Regions from separate parts of the Drosophila melanogaster genome. Here region 2 is linked to region 1. Evidence: chromatin contacts called from public HiChIP or PLAC-seq data. All regions are on one chromosome and are shown on one strand. The core of a region is the stretch at or near the end of the contact, and the rest is flanking DNA. Distances in the headings are between cores, read along the strand shown. Region 1 holds the start of CG6428. Region 2 holds the start of Cmtr1 (Cap methyltransferase 1).

What was found. HiChIP or PLAC-seq counts read pairs in DNA pulled down with a chosen protein or histone mark.
Region 2: an H3K27ac HiChIP or PLAC-seq map of the Kc167 cell line shows a contact between it and region 1, with 4 times the contacts expected there. The contact joins the promoter of Cmtr1 here to the promoter of CG6428 in region 1. A contact is called at or near these places in 15 of 107 Hi-C or Micro-C datasets (the D17-c3 cell line, the Kc167 cell line, the ML-DmBG3-c2 cell line and 5 more) and 4 of 6 datasets of contacts at active chromatin or transcription factors (the Kc167 cell line and the S2 cell line).

The regions. Positions count from the first base shown.
Region 1 is chrX:3,967,104-3,970,375 of dm6, reverse strand. CG6428 reads left to right here and starts at 1,721. Exons shown (of 4, transcript NM_130732.2): 1 at 1,721-2,346; 2 at 2,744-2,979; 3 at 3,039-3,272. The coding sequence starts at 2,139. CG6414 reads left to right here. Exons shown (of 4, transcript NM_001316636.1): 2 at 299-646; 3 at 733-1,025; 4 at 1,087-1,588. The coding sequence ends at 1,294. It also overlaps asRNA:CR45481.
Region 2 is chrX:4,099,224-4,102,495 of dm6, reverse strand. Cmtr1 (Cap methyltransferase 1) reads left to right here and starts at 1,465. Exons shown (of 2, transcript NM_001297922.1): 1 at 1,465-2,503; 2 at 2,605-3,272. The coding sequence starts at 1,855. CG15375 reads right to left here and starts at 1,178. Exons shown (of 3, transcript NM_131921.3): 1 at 786-1,178; 2 at 403-709; 3 at 1-32. The coding sequence starts at 1,088.

The DNA.
Region 1 (3,272 bases), core at 472-2,971:
AATTAATTAATTCGCAAAATTAAGGAGTTTTAACTAACCTGATAGTACAATTATGCAATTTACATTCAAAGCTAGACGTAGCCTTATAACCAATTTCAATGAAGGCTCTCCAAATCGCCACTTATGTAAATTACTTTTGTTACAATTGATATACAAAACGGAGAGTGTCACCAGCAAGACTTTTGTTGAAAAAAGGTAGAGCTGGTATTGACCAAAAATGAGTACAATGCAGCTGTTATTAAACAAATATGGTGAAGGGAAGGTCAAGCTTTACCTTTAGCTTTCTTTTGTATTGCAGGTCTGGGACTTTGATCCGATGATACCATTTCCGCCCGTGGTCGAACCGGAGCACGATGGCGCCTTCCTCACAGTGGCACCTCGCCAGGCGGCCAAGCCACATGGACTGCAACTTCCACTCATGGTGGGCGCCACCGCCGAGGAAGGTCTCCTGAAGACCGCCGCCCTGCTCAATCTTCCCCAGCTGTTGGCCGAGTTTAAGTCTCAGTTTGAGCAGGTCCTGCCCGTCGTGCTCAACTACGATCATCATGACGATTCCGTGCGGCAAACGATTACGCAGCGCATCGAAAGCTTCTACTTCAAGTCGGGCCACGATTACGACAAGGCCAACCACCAGAACCTGACCGACGTGAGTGGACGGATCGCCAATCTAGATGAATTAAGAGTTCATTAATCCAATCAGCATCTGTGTACAAACTCCTTACTCCATTTTAGCTGATCTCGGATGGATGGTTTGTGGCCGGAATCGATGAGTACTTGCGCCTCCGCATGTCCCAAGAGGACGTGGCCCCCACCTATGTATACCTATTCGATCACAAGGGAGCTGCCAGTTTTACGGAGATTTTCAAGGGCGGCCGAAACGAGTTCTATGGAGCGTGCCATGCCGAGGAGCTCCAGTACTTGTTCCCCATTGGCCGGGAGTTATTTGTGAGTGCGGTGCCGACGCAAAAGGATCTGGAACTCCGCGAATTAATGCTCCATCTGTGGGTTAGCTTTGCGAAGACCGGGTATATGCCATTTAAATATAACTCTTTTTTTTAATCGAAACTAATGATAATTTCTCCACAGCAATCCAAATCCCACGAATGTTAGCTTTCATCTGCCGAACTGGAGTCCCGCCTCTAGTTATCCAGTGGAATTCGCTCGACTGGGCACCAAAATGGAGGACTCCGCATCCATTTTTCGACTTGAAAACGAGCTTATGCAGCACCGGGTCGACTTTTGGCGGGACCTGCAGCCCCATTTGCCCGCCAGTCACGCCCACAACGAGCTGTAGTCGTCCATCAAGTCGTTGTTCAAATTCAATTCACATTTTGTCTCATTCAATTGTTGTATTTCACCACAAATTATAAATTTTACTGTACTTAAATTTTTTGCGCATTTGCCGCCAACTTAACGGGATTTTGGAGCTGCCAGACGGGCACAAGCTTTTGCGCTGCCAGACCTGTGGTATTGAGCAGTTAACCAGTGTTGGGTATTTTGGCACTGATGGCTCAGCGTTGCCGCATCGACGTAAAAAGTTAAGTATGTGTAAACAAAACAATTGAGAAAATAATAGAGCTTTGGCAATAAAAAAAATATATATATATATATATATATATAGAAAAGTTTTAGAAAGGCTAGAAAAATAAAAAGAATTTTGTTATAAGTTAGACAAAATAAAGTCTAATTGGAATTGATATTATGGCACTGCGAACTATCGATAGTCGCACAGCTGATTGGGTGTTTATTTATGACCAAAATATTGCAATCAGCGGAATTTCATTTGAATTTCATTAGATTAGTCATGTACGTCGTGGGCCAAAGTCTGGTGCGGTTATCTATATATAAGTGATTGCGCCGCCGTGATTTGGGCTTTTCGTTTCAATTTCCTCTGCGATAGAGTCCCAATACCACGTGCTATCTCGGCGTCCCCCCGCGAATTATTATTTCACTACTTCGGATCCGATCCGGATTAGCACGATAACGAGTTGGCCAAATAATCATCAACGGCACGGGCTGTTAATGGATTTGCTGTTTACGCGTCGGAACGACACCATCTGAGCAGCCAGTGATAAGGCACACAGCTTCGCAACCGGCGCTCCGCAGTCCATCATCCTCTATACTCTTTACTCTATATTATGGATATTCCCGTCCTGAAGACCAATGGTCACGAGAGGCTGGCCTCGCTGGACAAAAGCATGCCGCCGGCATCGCCCACTCTGCCGAGTCCCACGATCCGCAGGAATAAAAGTGATGGAAAACTCATGGCCCAGGATGTCAAAGAGGCCCGGGTGAAGGTCATCTACACTGGCGGCACCATCGGCATGGTGCGCAACGAGCGGAATGGTAAGCAGCCCAGAATGTCACGAATACGAGGATTCATTGGGATTGCCCGAATCTGTCCATGTAGATAAGATCCCACTTTTACTAACAAGGGGAGTCTTAGAAAATGGCCAGATATGATAAGAGCAATGCACTTGAAAACATTTTATTCGAATAATATGTATGAAAGTTGAAATTGTTGGTATGAATGTAAACAAAACAAATCAATTGGCAGTCAACAGATTGTTGATGCTTCTATTTAAATATTGACTATTTGCTTGCTATTTATTGAGTGGTCTAATTAGGTATTTTAGTAAACATTTGACACACGAAGCGTGACCATAAATCATCATCTTGATTAGGAAACTAATTTGTCACGGAGTTTGTGACTATCAATATTAATATTCTATAATTATCGCAGTGTTAGCTCCCATTCCCAATGCCCTGGTGCGCAGCATCCGCAAATATCCAAACATCCACGATGAGGAGTACGCGCTGCGCCGCTTTGGAGCATCTGCATCGATGGCTCCACTGGTGCTGCCCATTGTGCAGGGCGTAGATCGCCGGGTTATCTACCAGATCTCGGAATATACACCGCTGCTGGACAGCAGCAATATGACGATGAACGATTGGGCGCGAATCGCCAGCGATATTCAGGTACATACATATATATATATATGAAAGGTAATATTAATCCTTTCCAAATTATTGTCTAGCAATCGTACGAGTTCTTCGATGGCTTTGTGGTGCTCCATGGCACCGACACGCTTTCCTACACCGCATCTGCATTGTCTTTCATGTTGGAAAATTTGGGCAAGACGGTGATCATCACGGGCTCCCAAATACCCATCTTTGAGACGCGAACCGATGGCAAGGACAATTTTACGTCAGCCTTGATCATAGCCGGTAACTACATCATTCCGGAGGTTTGCATCTTCTTTGGCCATAAG
Region 2 (3,272 bases), core at 216-2,715, 130 kb before region 1:
CTGTTCGAATGCCTGGAACTTCTGACTGCCTTCTGGAAGACTAATTCAACAGCTACTAAAGGCTATTGTGATTTCCTTTTCTCAACCTACGCGGTTGTAAGGGCGCCAGCACCCGCAATTGTATCTGGAAGATAGTTGCTAGCAACACTGATTGTAACATAGCGATATGTCCGGGTGCTCCGGAAAAATCGGTGGTGAAATCCCGGGTTGGAGGCGTTCCGCGAGGGTATATAAGGCGGTACCTTGGCTACAGGCCATTAAGTTTAGACCATTTTTTACATTTTCATGATGGTTTCAAAAATGCGAAAATTTGGCAAAAAATTTAGAATTTGGCAGTAAAGTTTAGTTATAAGCAAGAAGTAAAGTTACAGTTATAATTAATAATTAAACAACAAATTGAACTGGGAATGCAAAGTTTTATTTGAAATTTGTTACAATCATAATGCACCGGGAGCTGATGTGCTTTCTTTGGCGTATGGAACTTATGGATATTCATCAGAATGTTGATGTTCAAACGGTGGATGCCAAACATCACCAAATCGATTGCTCTATTGGAATTGCCGCTGACGTACATGCTGTCCAGGTAATTGTAGAAGGACTCCAGGCGGAATATATCGCTGTTTAGCTCCATGTAGTTCGAATCGAGCCGCAACTGCTCCTCGGTGAAGATGGTCCCAGGCTCCTCCTCGAAACTCATGACCTTGACGAACTTGTTAAGCAAATTAAATTTATATACCTTCTTGGGTATGTAAACCCAATGCTCTAGCTTTTCGTACAAATCCCACATGAAGAAGCTTACGGGCTTTAGGGCGTTCTGGGGGATTTGGGGGCTTTGGGGGTTCTGGGGGATTTGGGGGCTTTGCGGCTTCGTTCTCCATTTGCCTCATCATCGAAACCTCGTGCAGAAGACGATAGTCATCGATCAAGGAGCTTCTCTTCAGGTCCACGGAAGCCAGCTCCTCGTCTGTCAGCTCGTCGAGCTTGTAGAGATGCGACAGTTCCTCATCGGTTAGCTTACAAATACCGGAGAACTTTAGTTTTCGCGACAGCGGATTGGTTTTCGTTTCGTCAACATTCTGTTCTTCCATTTTGGTAGTATATAATAATATTCAATCTGGATTTTCAGACCAGGAATTTTAGCACACCTTGTGAATTGGACTGAGATATGACAGCTAATAACGAGCTAATGACAGAAATGGGTGACTACCCTGTGGAGATCTAGTTCTAGACCAAGTGTGGTATGCTCGAACTAGACAGAAAGTGACAACCTTTAAAAAAAAGTTTCAGTGGCAATAAAAGCTATAGCTATAGTAAATAATAATTTCGAACGTATAAAGTAAACTTTGAATTTCCCGCGGAGAATATATTTGTAGTATATTTAACCACGTTTTTGCTACGGTATTTATCGCCATACGGCGTAGGTTCAAAAGAACTACGTGTTATCGATAACACGAAGCGTTATTTGTCTGGACTTATCGCACCACCTATCGAATCAGCTGCAGCTGAAAATTAGACCTAAAAGTTATTCTAAATGTGCTTAAATCTGAATCACGCTTGACAAACAGTTTTCGGAACGCGGCCTAGCCATCTAGATGCCCGATCCGGGTGCGGGAACGGACTACAATAACACTGATCTAGTGTAATAAACAGCCTGTGCACAACAATTCCAAACAGTCGCTCACATATCTTTGTAAACACAAAAATCGCCACAGAAAGAAAAGTCCCATTAATTTATAAATCCATCCAGCTGATTTAATTGTTATTGTATATAATCAATTAATACGCTGCACAAACTCGAGCATCGCGCCGCCTACAATTCCAGAGCATAGATCAGATTCCATCGCGGCCTTCAAGATGGACGAACCTTCGGACGATGAGAACTCGGAGCCCACGCCCAAGAAGATCAAGCGGGAATGGGTGAAGAGCTACTCAAACAAGGCCATGGAGATGATGAAGAAGATGGGCTACGAGAATGACAAGGGTTTGGGAAAGAGCAACCAGGGTCGCCTGGAGCCCATCATCGCCGTTCAGCAGGATGGTCGCCGTGGCTTCGGCCTCAAACTGGACACTGTCCAATCGTCGGCTGGCCAGTGGGATCCTGCCTGCGAGGAGCTCGAGATACCCGAACCGGTGCTTTGGCTCCACAATCCTGGCAGCCGTGCGGACGCATACAGTCTTGATCAGCTGATGGGTCATTTGGTCACCGGTGAGAAGAAGCTGACCCTCGACGGGGAGACACGCTACTGCGATCCGGCCATCCTGCATCACATCCTCAATGCCAAAACTGTATTCGATGATCTCAACGACAACGAGAAACGACGGGCAAGATCCCGATGTAATCCGTTTGAGACGATCCGCAGCTCCATCTTTCTCAACCGCGCCGCCGTCAAGATGGCCAACATCGACTCCATGTGCAACTTCATGTTCACCAATCCCCGCGATCCCGCTGGCCAGACCCTGGTGGCTCCCGATGAGCTTCTCTATTTCACGGACATGTGTGCAGGTGAATACATTGCGTTTCGCTTTTGCTTTCCAAATCTCGATCGTTCTCAATAAACTCGCTTTAGACGTAATAACCTTGATCTCCTTTCTGTTGTTGCACAGGTCCTGGCGGCTTCTCCGAGTACGTGCTGTACCGCAAATCGTGGGAGGCCAAAGGATTCGGCTTCACACTTCGTGGCGCTAACGACTTTAAGCTGGAAAAGTTCTTTGCTGCCTCGCCGGAGTCCTTTGACACGTTCTACGGCGTAAAGGAAGATGGCAACATATTCGATGAAAGCAACCAGGACTCGCTGAACGAGTATATCCGCATGCATACGCCCCAGGGCGTTCACTTTGCCATGGCCGACGGTGGCTTTTCGGTGGAAGGTCAGAAGAATATCCAGGAGATCCTGTCCAAGCAACTGTACCTCTGTCAGTTCCTTACCGCCCTGAAGATACTGCGGCCGAACGGCAGCTTCGTTTGCAAGGTGTTTGACCTGTTCACACCGTTCAGTGTGGGCCTGGTCTATCTGATGTACAAGTGCTTCCAACAGATTGCCATCATCAAGCCAAACAGCAGCCGTCCGGCAAATTCGGAGCGCTACCTGGTCTGCAAGTACAAACGTTCGGATGCGGAGACGGCGGGCATCGTAGCCTATCTGAACACGGTCAACCTGATGCTGTCCGATGAATCGCAACTGGACGAGAACGACGTCCTGGAAATCTTCAATGCCAACGAGTTGGCCGAGGACGAAGACTTTTTGCGTTACATTATCGATTCAAATAACGCC